Regions from separate parts of the Mus musculus genome. Here region 1 is linked to region 2. A link is a contact called in public HiChIP or PLAC-seq data. All regions are on one chromosome and are shown on one strand. Each heading gives the region's core, a stretch centred on a gene start, on an enhancer-like site or on the middle of the called end of the contact. The rest is flanking DNA. Distances are from core to core; before and after follow the strand shown.

Region 1 (6,342 bases), core at 2,148-4,647, 210 kb before region 2:
CCTGGGCATCACTACCACCCAGGAGCAAAACGCCAAGATCTCACCAGCTTTGATCCCTGCCCAAGAGGAGGAGGCAGATCCTGCACTCAGGGATGGTGTCAGGTCTGAGTGATGTCCACTCATCCCTGCCTGCCCACTTAGTGAGAGCTGCTACCACTATAGCCAAGAGGTCCCAAAACGCTGGGGAGAGAGCAGACAGTGGCCTGGATACATGGAGGAGCCACGGAGGGCTCAAAATCCATGAGGAGGGAGACCACAGGGCAGCAGTAACTACGTTCACCAGGCTGGATCTGCGTAGGGGACAGGGGCTGGGGAAATGGAGTTGGACAGAAGGAAGAATGTATCTGTGAGTTTGGACCAGAGTCATAGGTGGAAACATTGAACTCCCAATTTTGGACCCCATTCTAAGGGAAGCTGCTGTCCTGCGAAGGGCATTTCTCTTCCTGTTCTCTGCCTCTGTCTCTGGGTTTCCCTTTATTTTTATTTATTTTTATTTTTTTATTTTTTGGAAGTCACAGGCCAAGGGAGCCAAGGCCTGCCTTGCTGGGATAAATATTTAATAGTCAGAAGCACTTTCTCAGACGGAAAATTGGATTGGGGCCCAGGAGGCCTGGGGCGGGAGGCTGTGTTCCCCACTCCCCACACCCCACACATGGCAGAAACACTTCCAGCCGCTCCTGCCACGGGCTGTGAGCTCCTCCCTGGCCAGCACGCTGCAGTGCACACCTGGCCCCAACCTGTACATGTGAGAACAGAGGACAGAGCTGAGGTCACTCTCCAGGGTCCTGGCTGTGAACTTAGTCCTTTTATCCCAATGGTGGGCAGAGTGGCTGGGTGTTGTGAGGCAGTCGGAAAGGGACCTCGAGTCACTTTCCTGACCCAGTAAGATGCAGGCAGCAAGGGTTCCACACAGCTCAGGGCCTCACCCGGACTCTTCCACAGCTTGTCATCTGCCCCTTAGGGGCTGCCCCACACTGAGATTTGCAACTGCAGGTGACTCAGCCCTTCCCAGTGGAGTCTGCCCCCCCCCCCCGCTTGCTGCAGAGTGGAGGACCGGACCGAGCAGAAGCTAGCATGCAGGCAGTGCAGTCCAGTTGCCCTGTCCCTCCCCGTGCCTTCTTGGATCCTCTAGTGGCCCTTGTTTCCTGAGAGCTGGACCCTCTGTAGGAGGAAGAAAGGCAGCCTGTCACAGATGCCTGGCTGCCAGCCCACTATTGGGTGGCTCCTTCACTGGCAGGCCTTGCTAGAGGGTGGGCGGGTGGCAGAGCACCCAGGCCGTGCTGTGACGCATCCCCTGGGAATGCCCTCAGCTGAGTCACTAGCAGCTGCCCCCAGCCCCACCCGGTCTCGTCACTGTCACTGCCAAGTTCCCATGTTGTTAAAGAGCTGGGCTGGGGGGGGGTGGGGTCCTGGCAGCTTCCAGCAGGACTTGTGTGTGCAGTGGGCGTCGCTCGACACATCCAGACACCTGGGTCTGTGACTCAGCAGATGTCCAATGCCCTCCACAGACTCAACCTGACCACTGGGTCTGCTACGTGGAATCAAGGATTGATCAGGGTGTGTGGGCATCCTTAGGATCTGAGGTAGGCAAAGCCTGCTGAGAGTCGAGTGAGCGAGCCCCTCTGGGTTGGATATGGGCAAGAGGCAGCTCATGAGGCCCCCTAGAATCGCAGTTCCAACTCTTCTTCCCTACTGTCAACCGTCCCCAAGCCCTGTCGTCTGTCCCCAAGCCATCCATCCGTGCAGCAGTATGGTGCACCTTAGCTAGGAGCTTGGGGTGGAGGTGATCATGGGTCCTCAGGTGGGTGGGGCAAGGGACAGAAGAGGAAGGGGGGAGTCAGAACTGTGGGGCTCACAGGTAGAGGGGCTGATGGGATGGATGACCTGGCTCAGGAGAACCCAGTGGCAGCAGGGGAGCTCCAGGACAGCATTCTCCCCCCTCACTCCATCTCCAGCTCCCGGACAGCATTCTCTCCACCCCCACCCCCCCACCTCCGGCTCCCTGATGACTCAGCCAGCCTCACTCCACCTAGAGCTGACAGTTTGGTTTGGTTTGGTGTCAGGCAGTAAACAGAGTTCCCAGGTGAGAGCTGTCTTGGGGGTGGGGCCGTGGAGCGGGAGGTGGGGAGCTGGCCTGGCTTGTGCCCTGTAAATAGAGTTGTTTTCTCCATCCATGACCGTTAGGTTTTCAGGCCAAGGTTGGGGGAAGGAAGCCTGTCCGGACTGAGGCTGTCCCTGAAGCCTCTTTGCCCACCAGTGACCCCTGCCTTCTCCCGTCCTTGGGGCTCTCTGAGGTGGCCTCACTTGCCTCTTCCAGTGGCTCTCATTTCTGGCCTGTTATGCCGATCTGGGATCTGGTGTGTTTCTAAGGGCTGCCCTTGTTGACCGTTCCCTGTCCTCGACCCCTTAGCCTTAGCTGTGCGTGCAAGCCTGCTGTAGCCTGTCCACAGGTGCAGGTGCCCAGAGCCGGCACTGGGATCCCAAACAGCGACAGCTAGTACACCCAGTGGTTCCTGCCTGGGTCTGCTGGCCACCTAGAGCTAGCAGGGGCTGAGAGTGGAGCTGGTCTGAGGGGAGAGGGAACAGAGCTGAGCAATGGGAGCCTTGAGGGCTGAAGCCCAAGGATGCATGCAGGCTTCTCATCCACCACTAATCTCTAAATAATAAGGGTACAAGGGAAGCACAAATGTCAGTTTCCAGTTCCAGCTACACCTATTTTATGCAGTACCATTCACAGCAGCTCAGGTTCAGGAGACATCATTTGCCAGAGGGTTAGGTAGGAAGGTGTTGTGTTGGTTAAATGGTGTGTGTGTGTGTGTGTGTGTGTGTGTGTGTGTGTGTGTGTGTGTGTGTTTTAAAGACAGGATCTCACCGTGTAGCTCTGACTGTTCTAGGATTTGCTATGAGGACCAGGCAACTCTCAAAATCACAGAGATCTGCCTGTCTCTGTCTCCCAGGTGTGAACCACCACACCCAGCCCCCTTCTCTTTCTAGAACCCCCAGCCACCACAAGGGAAACTGAGACCCAAGGCTTGAGAATGGGAGAACCTGCTTCATATCTGCGTATCCACACAAAAGGCGGCTGCTTACACAGTAACTGGCTGGGGTAGTGGTTGTGAGTCAGACAGCAGGCGTTTCCTCTTCAGGTCAGCTGCCTGAGCTGGTGGGGGTTGGGGAGCTGGGGTGGGGTCCCTGGCTCCCAGAGATGGAATGGAGCATGTGAGGGGAACCACCCACTCCCTCTGGTAGGGTGTGTGTGTGTGTTTGTGTGTGTGTGCGCGCGCGCGCGCGTGCGCTCGCTGGAGGGGGGGTTGGACGGGCTCTTAGCCTGGCTGAAGACATGGGAGGAGGGACAGTGAGAGGAGGGACTGTGGAGGGGAGGATCTGGTGGGAGGTAGCCGGCCCAGGATCTCTTCTAGACAAGTTTGGGAACGTGTCCTCTTCGGAGAAGTGGCTGCACCCCTTCTGCACCCTGTCCCCTCCTGGGCTCAGCCCTGCAGCACCTGCCCCTCTCACCACTCAGCAGGTCAGAGGGGGCCCGATGGGCAGCCAGCAAGGGAGGCCTCAGGGGCAGAGCTGGGCCGGGCATCTTCCTGCTGATGTTGAAGGATGGGGGGTGTCAGTTCTTTGTGGCTCCAAGTAACTTGTGCCAGGGCCAGCCAGGCTGGGTTGGGAAAAACGCTAACAAGGAACTGTCTGAGGGCTCGGGACTAAGAAGGCCTGGAGCAGTACCTCCCGGTTTGCACTGCAGGCTGTGGGCTGCCACAGAACTCCCAGTGTCCGAGCCGTGCCGCTGTCTGGTGTAGGTAGTAGCTTTTGTTTGGAGGAAGCCTAAGTTGTGAGGGACCTTGGTGCCAAAGGGACCAAATAGCTATTTTAGTAGCAGGATCCAGAACCGCAAGGTTGGGTCTTGTGGCTCAGGGAGAGGTCCCCAGATTTTGTCTACTGATCTGGTTTGATGTACAAAAGCCTGGGGTGGCCATAGAAGTTGGCTCAGACAACAGCCAACTTGCTTACTGGGGGTATCCAAGATGGGACTGGAGTTGTGGACTACCTACGTTGGGTCACACTGTCCCTGGTGTCCAGAATTTTGTCCTTTTACTCAACAGAGTGGGGTGGCTGGTCTGTTCTTGGGTGGTTGAGGGTGTGGCGGCTTCTGCTGGCTTCTGAGTCTTTGGGGGTTGATGGGCTTAGTATATTTCTTGTGTCTCAGATTCTCCAGATACAGCGGCTGGCCTGGGCCCACCTACTGGTCCTTTGCATCTCTTTCTAAGTGTCTGGGCAGGGGTGCTCATTGCCGTTTTATTTTGATTTTTGAGGCAGGTTCTTTCTCAAATAGCCTGCACTGGCTCTGAGCTCACTGTGCAGCTCTGACCGACCAGCCCTGAGTTTCCTGTCATCTTGGCTCTGCCTCTCGAGTGCCGGGATTAATGGCCACAAGTTGCCACAGGAGTTTTGACCACTTCATTTTCTTTCCCTTCCTTAGCCATTTCTTGTACTAGTGCTCATTGTGTATCAAGCTCCCTCCAAGTCCTTGGGAGATGTAGAGACAATCGGCAGGACTGCCTCACTGCCCGCTTGTTTGCCTGGGGGTGGGGGGAGGGGCGCAGAGCAGCCTATGAAATGTCCCACATGGGAGAGGGCCTAGGCACAGGGAGAAGCAGTGAGCTGAGGCAGGGGGAGAGGTCTTGCAGAGGTGATTCCAGGAAGCTTGTTTTAAGAAAGAAAAATGTGAACATTTTCCTGGGCCAGGCTGGTCTATACGGGGAAGAGTTCTGGCCCTGGACCAGGTGGCTCAGCCCTTCGGAGCTGGCTCTCTTCCTAGTCTCGGTCTTATCTCCAGAAGCACTGGGGGATGGAGTGGGCAGGCCCGCCACTGCCTGGGGTGTTGCTCCACAAGGTCTGAAAGTCTCATGACAGTCATCCCAGCTTAGCACTTGCTTTGTGAAGTTCCAGGACTGGGCGAGGCCTGAGGACATGCAAGGTGGGGTGCATGCGAGCTCATGAAGATGCAAGGATCCCAATCTGAAAGCAGAGGCCTTCCCAGTGTGAGCCTGCCCTGGGCCCTAACTGCCACTGCTTCATATTGGGCTGTTGCTGTAAGCTCAGAGGGGCACCCCTGGCCAGACACGTCTATACATGTCTCGGGCTACTGGACAGCTGTGGATCTCTCAGCCAGTTTTCTCAATGTCCTGGTAACATGCAAATACGCCCTCCGAAACAGGCCCCACCTGGAAGTCAAAGCAGTCTGAATGCAAACTCTAGTTTTGTTTAAGTGAATGTCCCACCCTGCCTCCATGGCCCTGCTGTCGGTCCTCAACAGAGAGGTGACCATGGATGGTGGGGGCAGCGTGCCTTTCTGTGGAGCCCCTGCCTCCCTCCCTTACTGTCCCCCAGGCTGACATGTTCACCTCTACCATAAAACAGCCCAGTTCCTGGAACTCCAACTTCTCCAAACCGGGGGCCTCCACCATGGCACCCCCACCGTACCCCTACCCAGCCCCACCATGCCCTGAGTGCAGGTTTGTGCCTGTAGGAGTGGGGTGCTAACGGCAATGTTTGGGACTGAGCGAAGGGTTTGTGGTGTTGAGGAGGGACCAGGGAATTTGGGGGGAATATCAGGTGACAGTGGCCAGACCTGCTAGGCTTGGCTCAGGTGTGTCCCCATCTCCTCCTCTATAAAACAGGGCTTTGGTGACTATCAACAACCTGTGTCATTATCAAGGTGGCAGTGTTCACAGCTGGGCTGTTTACAGAGCTGCCTCTGAGAGACATATGTGGGCAGGTACTTAAGTAGCTTCCCTGTCGCCCAGGCCTGGGCGTCGGGTTCTAGGTGGGCGAGGCTGGGCTCTCAGGCTTCCGTCCTTCCCACAGCTGGCAGGGGCAGGCAGCCTCCACTCTGCAACCAGGAGGGTTTCCATGGCCTCTTTGTGCATTCTTGGGCAGGGGTGGGGTAGGGACGGGTGGGCTCCTGCTAGCCCCTGGAGTAGAGCCTGGTGGCAAAGTCCATGCCTCTGAGCAGGGCCATTGCTCTCATCCTTACAAGGAAAAGAGGGCTGTGTGGGTGGGATTGTGAACACGGGAGCTTGCTAACCCCAGGCAGCAGGGCCAGGGCTGGTCCGCCTCTTGCTTCCTTCCCTCCCTCCCATCTTGGACCTCCCAGCACAGAGTGCATCTTACTTACTAGATCTCAACAGCTTCCCTCAGGGGCCTTTCACACCCGTGAGACTCCCCTGAAACAGATCTGGAATACAGTTTCTCAGGGGTAGGTCACTACCTGCCTGTGGGGGTCTTCCATTCGAACTCCAACCTGACCCAGTTCTGAGCTTGGGCCTCGGGCAG
Region 2 (6,370 bases), core at 2,759-5,258:
AGGCAGCACCTTTCTCCCAGCCTAGGCCAGGTGGGAGCAGCTGTCTATCTCCCTGCCGTGGATCCAGGCGGCAGTAGAGCTGTGCCTGGAGCAGAAGCGAGGACACAGGAAGACCACAGCCCGGGGATTCAGAGGCCCTGGACCGGGCAGGCAGGGAGACTGAACCACAGAGATACCAGTTTGCCTTACAAAACTTGGAGGGGTCCAGGTGGCTTTCTGGACCTACCTCTAGCAAGGGCCAACTTCCTACTCAGTGCTGGGGAGGACCATGCTGGGATTGGGAGCTGGTGCTGGCTGGTTGGAGGTGGTGGGTCCTGGGTCAGGTGTGCTAAGCAGATATGTGTGACCCTCCTGACCCCACTGGGTCTTGGGTTGGCTTCAGTGCTTGGCTTTGATGTTGGTGCCTCCCATCCACTAAGAGCCTTACACCCAGGCTCTAGTCAGCAGGAACTCTGTCAGTGCAGGCCATACAAGCTGCTGGTGGGGCAGAGCCCATGGCAACGCAGTACGCGTAGATCTGGGATGCTCTGAGCAAGTCCAGCTCTGCAAACATATGGGATGCTATGACAGCCCAGGAAGGGGCTGCTGCCCAGGTACTATGACTTTGCCAGGCTTCTCTTGGGGTCTAGGCTGCCCTCCTCAAGCCCATTTGCCTTCCCAGGAGTCCACATGCCACAGGAATTAGCCAGGGGCAGGAGACTTACAGAGGCTTTCTAGACTGTCCCATCCCCTTTTCTGTCCTGTCTGCTTCCTACAGAAAGGAAAGCCATCGAGAGGGTGGGACAGGAAAGCAGCCTTGGCCGTCCTGTCCTCACACAGTGGTGAAGAGTCCTGGCCTGAGGTGCACACCCTTTAGTCAACTTGACACAAGCTAGAGTCATCTGGCAAGGGGATCCTCAGCTGAGAAAAGGCCTCTGTCACATTGCCTCTGGGAAAGTCTACAGTGCATTTTCTTGACTAGTGATGGATGTGGGTAGGCTTGGCCCATGGAAGGTGGTGCTTCCCCGGGCAGGTGGTCCTGGAAATACCCTAAGAGAGCAGGGTTAACAGGCCTTGAGAAGCAAGCCAGTAAGCAGTCCTCCTCCTGGCTTCTGCTTCAGTTCCTGCCTCGGGTTCCTGCCCTGTCTTCTCTCAGTGATGGACTGTGGCCTGGGAGCTGTAAGATGAAGTAAGCCCTTTCCTCCTCAGGTTGTCTTATGTTTCTGTCGGTTTGGGTCATGGTGTTTTATCACAGCAATAGCAACACTAACTGTGACATCCCCCTCAGCCACACCCGACTCCATCTACCAATACCTGATGAACCGGGCACTAGGTGTTCAAGGCAGCAGGTCCTGTTATAGTCACTGGAGGAGAGGGAGACTGGAGGGTGAGCTTGCTTTTCACACACCCCGTCTAGACACTCAGCAGAGGCTACCTGACCTGGACAAAGCCTTCTACTCTCTGAACTGCAGTGTCCAGTCCTGAGACCTTGTCATGTGGCGAACACTTGCTCATTTAGGTCAGGCTACCAGGACAAAGGCCACATATTAGGGCCTCATCCTCACACCTCCATAATAGGGAATACGGGGGTAAGAGGGCTTTGTGTGGCATATGACTGGATACGACCTCCTGGCAGGGGGTGATGTGGGGACAGGACCTGATGTCTACAGCACCAGGCACTGTAAGTGCCTCCTGTCGGAACAGACAGTAGCTCACATACTCTCCAGACAAAGTGAGAGCCAAAGGGCCAGATGGGTCCCGTCAGCCCTTGGCTTGTCTCCTCTCAGCACGCAGACCTGCTCACAGACTGTGGGAGGTGAGGGGAATAGGGATTGGGGACAGTGCTCGAGGGATGACAGAGGTAGCCCCAGCAAAGGACTGGCACTAATTAGCTCCAGTCCTGTTCCTTATGTAATCACACTTTAGGACAGGGGCACAGGGAACACAGGCTCAGCCGGCACGTTCCCCTACCCAGTTCCTGTACAGCTGGTGTTGACATGTGCTATGTGCCCTGGTAGCTGTGAATGGATCCATGTGCTGGGTAGGGGCAGCTGTGAATAGATCCATGTACTGGGTGCTGGGTGCTGGGTAGGGGCAGCTGTGAATAGATCCATGTACTGGGTGCTGGGTAGTGGTAGCTGTGAACAGATCCATGTACTGGGTGCTGAGCAGGGGTAGCTCTAAACAGATCCTACTTTGGTTCAAGGCCCAGGCTGTCTGAACATTCTCACAAGACCTTCCTCACTTAGGTCAGGCTAACCAGGGTGAAGGCCACATATTAGGGCCCCATTCTCACACCTCCAGTGACAGGGGGGGGTCCATCGTCCCTTTCTACATCAGATGTTCCTAGGCCCGTTCCCCTTATGGTTCCCCTTATGGTAGCCCCGAGAGACTAACTCTGAAGCTCACTCTAAAAAGAGAGAGGTATACCCTCTCTAACCACAATGCCCACTGGCCAAGGAACTATGCACCTATTAAACACCTGCTGTGTGCAGGGTCAGGCAGTACAATATTAGGCCCCATCCTTCAGACCGTGAGGACCCTCACAGAGCCCAAGGACTCAGCCTACTCCGGAGACCGCCACCATTCCTGCCCAGAATGGCCCAGCAGCAGCCTGCCTGCACCCACAGGTGTCCCCATCACCCACCATCCTGCAATTCTCCTGCCTCCTCCAACAGCTTTCATAAGCCTGAAAACTTTCCCCTGTAACAAGTGCACTTTGGTAGAAGGTGAACGAGTCTATTTAAGGTAGGTGCTTTCAGGTCTCAGCACAGCGAGATGGGTGCAATTAGCTAGACAGCCATCAGCACCCCCACAAAATGAGGGGCCTCAGCTGGAGGTTAACCCCTCAGGAGCAGAACCCTTGCCAACAGCCTGCTTGGGTACCAGGGAGGGAAGCTTAGAGACCGCCAGGAAAAGGTAGGAAGGCAGAGCCAGGCAGGGCAACTCCTACCTGGTCCTAGGGGGACCCCCAGCTAGGTCAACTTGCACAGCTGCTCCCCAACCAATGGGTTGGGACAGGGAGAAGCCTTAGTCTCCAGCCTTGGAACAAACACCTTTTTTTTTTTTTTTTTTTTTTTTTTGCTCTAGGGGTTACAGTGTCTGCTTCCCAAATGCCCCCTGCCCTGGGTGACACCCTGAAGGGATACAGTCTGAGACACTCTCCTCACCCTTCAAGTTTAGAGAAGGAATTGAGGCCCAGAGAGGACGGGTAAGGAGGGACTTCCCAACTCTGGCTTCGACCCGGGCGTGCAAGCTTTAGAGTGGGTGCACTGACCTGGAGCCCAAGGCAGGAAGGAGCAGGGTCATTTTTGCCGCTGACTCCTGGTGTGTCCAACCTGTCACCGTGTGCCACCGGGCACTGAGCGGTTAGAAGACGGGACACACGGGCCCATAGACGGCTCTCCATCCCATAGTCCTCTAGGGAGTCCACCAAAGCATAGTTGGGCTTTCTGCTAAGATCACCTTCATTCCCAGCGTCCTTGCCCAGGAGGAGGGTAGACAGGGGTAGCCACAAGAAACAGAGCTGTGTCACTCTCTCAGGTCTGCCTTAGCCCACCGGCGGCGGGCATCTTTAGAAGCTAGCTGTCAGGGCGGGGCCGCAAGCTCGCCCTGTGCTATCCCGGAGGCGGACCTCCAGTTGAAGTTTATTTTCTCAACTGTGGCTGATTCATGGTCAGGATGTGGTAGCCGCAAGGTGGGGGAACTCCTCCAGTCCGACCCGGAGCAAACACCCTATGAGCAGTGAGCATCATCTCCATATCAGCCCGTAGTCGAGGGCCAAGAGCGCGGGACCAGGTTCTTGGCCACCTTGGTGCACACGCGGCAGTCCGCTCCTCAACCCCAACCATTTCCCTCACTGCCCCCAGACTCGGTTTCCCTCTGCGTTCCAGGCTAGCCCGAAGCCGCGGACTTACCGGGTGGGGGTACAGCCGAGAGATGGTGCAGAGTGCTGTGTCCCGGCGCCGGAGCGTCTGGGGCTGCGGGCGGCGGCCTCGCGGCTGCTTTCCGCACAGTCTAACCGCGCTCGCGGGCCGGGCGGGGCTGGAGGGAGGAAGGGGAGGTGCGGCCCCACCCGGCGGCGGCCACGTGGGGGGCGGTGCTGCCCGGGGCGGGGCGGGGTGGGGTCTCCAAGGAAGCCCTGCCCACCCGGGTCTGGCATCTCTGCGGGGGCGGAGAGATGAAAAGGAATGGGACATTCCGGGACTCTCTAGAGACCTGCTGGGAATGGCCCTTTTGCCTCCGACCTCACTGTCAGTTCCCGCCCAGGCTCCCTAGCACGTTCCTTATCTCTCCCCTACGCTGGCCATCTGGTGGACTCACGAGTTGGTCAGGTTCTCCACCACCTCTGGTCCAGCTCTGCCTCCCACACGGGAGCCCTGCTGTAGGCTGCTGATCTTGAGAGTCCTCCGATGTCCCTACCTTCATCCTTTTTTCACTGGAGGTAGCTATTTCCAGTTTCTAGCTCTGTCCTGAGGACCTGCTGAAGTGCTCTCCCTGGCCCTAGCCTGGGCTGTGCGCCCTCAGTTTCTCCAGCTTGAAGTTGTACCTTTAAAAGGTTTATGAACGTGAATAAAGGGTCTCCACTTACTTGAGCCTTGAATCTTCCAAGCTGGGTGGAGGGCATGTGGCGGGTGGGCAGAGTGAAGGGCTCTGGATCTCCTGTAGCCATTCTATCCTGGACACAGCATCATGCTTGGGGGTTTATGTGCTCTTCTGCCACATGGGATTAAGCACAGCCTTGGCTGCCTGTAAATGTCCATCTCAGTATTCTGTGCCCCCTGCTCGGCCCTATCATCTCAAGCGCAGGGCCAAAAGCAACCTTTGATAGCTAGCCAGTGTTGGGATGGCCCCAAAGTGCTTGGTGTGCACCGCCAAGGCAGGTGCTGACTGGCTCTTGGACACTGCCCAGCCTGGGATGTAAGTCTTGGCCGTTCCTGTAGTGGGACTCAGCTGTTCTTAGAATGCACAGTCCCTGCAGCCACCAAATGAGCCACTCAGCCCCACTAACGCTCAGCACAGAGACCTTCTGTCTGGGCTGCAATTCTGGTTACCCAACATCACCTAGGTCTGGTGGCTCCTTCTGGGAAGGGGTCAGCAAGGTTTACTCACTCTGTCCTGGGCCTTTGGTCAGAGGGTGTGTTTATTTACCCAAAAGGAGGAATGTGACTATGGCCCCAGCCTGGAGGACTGTTGGCCTCAGCCTGTCACCATCCCTCATTCCCTCATCCCCCCATGAGACCGCAGTGGCTGTGTTTGGGAACTGTGTCATCTTTCCAGGTTCTTCTGCAGTGGCCCTGAGGGAGGTGCGGCCCTGTTGGAGCTGTTCCTCAGGGTCAGGCCAAGCCATGAGAGGCCAGAGCAGGATGAAGCGGGCAGAGTAGCTAGTTGGTAGCTGGGGTCAGGGTTCAGAGATCTGGCAGTTTGTGGCTCTGGATGCTGCAGGAGTGGGAGTTTCCCTTGAACCTCAGCTTGGGCTCTCTGTGGCCACAGAAGTGACGTTTCTGCTTCAGGAGCGTCACCTGCCTGAGTGCGGTGGCTGTTCTCGGGCCTTTCCCATTTCCTTTTTTGATTGTTTTGTGAGTTGTTGCACTACATAGCTTAGAAATATCGATTCTCCTGTCGCAGCCCTTGGAAAGTAATAGGATTGCAGGATTGTGCTACCATAGTGTTTCTCTCTCTCTCTTTCTCTGTCTCTCTCTGTGTGTCTCTGTGTCTCTTTGTCTCTGTTGGTTCACTGTCTCTGTGTCTGTCCCTCTATATCTCTGTGTCTGTCTCTCTCTCTCTCTCTCTCTATGTCTTTGTGTCTGTCTCTGTCTCTCGTCTCTGTCTGCCTCTCTGTCTCTTTCTCTCTGTGTGTCTCTCTCTGTGTCTCTGTCTCTCTATGTCTCTATGTTTCTCTCTGTCTGCCTCTCTGTCTTTTTCTATCTCTGTCTCTCTCTGTGTCTCTGTCTGCTTGTCTTTGTCTTTCTCTGTGTCTCTGTGTCTGTTTTTGTGTCTTTGTCTCTGACTCTCTGTGTCTCTGTGTCTCTGTGTCTATGTCTGTCTCTCTGTCTCTGTCTGCCTCTCTGTCTCTTTCTCTCTGTGAGTCTTTCTCTCTGTCTCTCTCTGCTTGTTCTTTCTCTACTCCTCTGTCACCCTCGGGTGCATTACCAAAGTGGCCTCAGAAATGTGCTTTCTCTGGCCATACCCAGCACACTGGGCCCCAAATGGCTTTCTTTCTAGTAACCATAGCTATGGGCAGCACAAATTCTGGAGTGTGAGTCTGTCCTCACAGCTGGAAGTACACACAGGGCTCCTCGAAGCTTAACACTAGATGCCTACAGACATGCAGGTCTGCACCAGCCACCCATGACCTGGGCTGACTGCACACTCAGGTAGAGTCCCACAC

The links. HiChIP or PLAC-seq counts read pairs in DNA pulled down with a chosen protein or histone mark.
Region 1: a contact with region 2 is called in a FOXA1 HiChIP or PLAC-seq map of pancreatic cancer cells. The contact joins the promoter of Ahnak2 here to the promoter of Inf2 in region 2. A contact is called at or near these places in 1 of 39 promoter capture datasets (neural stem cells) and 1 of 115 datasets of contacts at active chromatin or transcription factors (pancreatic cancer cells).

The regions. Positions count from the first base shown.
Region 1 is chr12:112,792,797-112,799,138 of GRCm38.p6, reverse strand. It overlaps Ahnak2 (AHNAK nucleoprotein 2), which reads left to right and starts at 3,397. Exons shown (of 10, transcript NM_001378499.1): 1 at 3,397-3,526.
Region 2 is chr12:112,586,422-112,592,791 of GRCm38.p6, reverse strand. Inf2 (inverted formin, FH2 and WH2 domain containing) reads right to left here and starts at 4,008. Exons shown (of 23, transcript NM_198411.2): 1 at 3,897-4,008.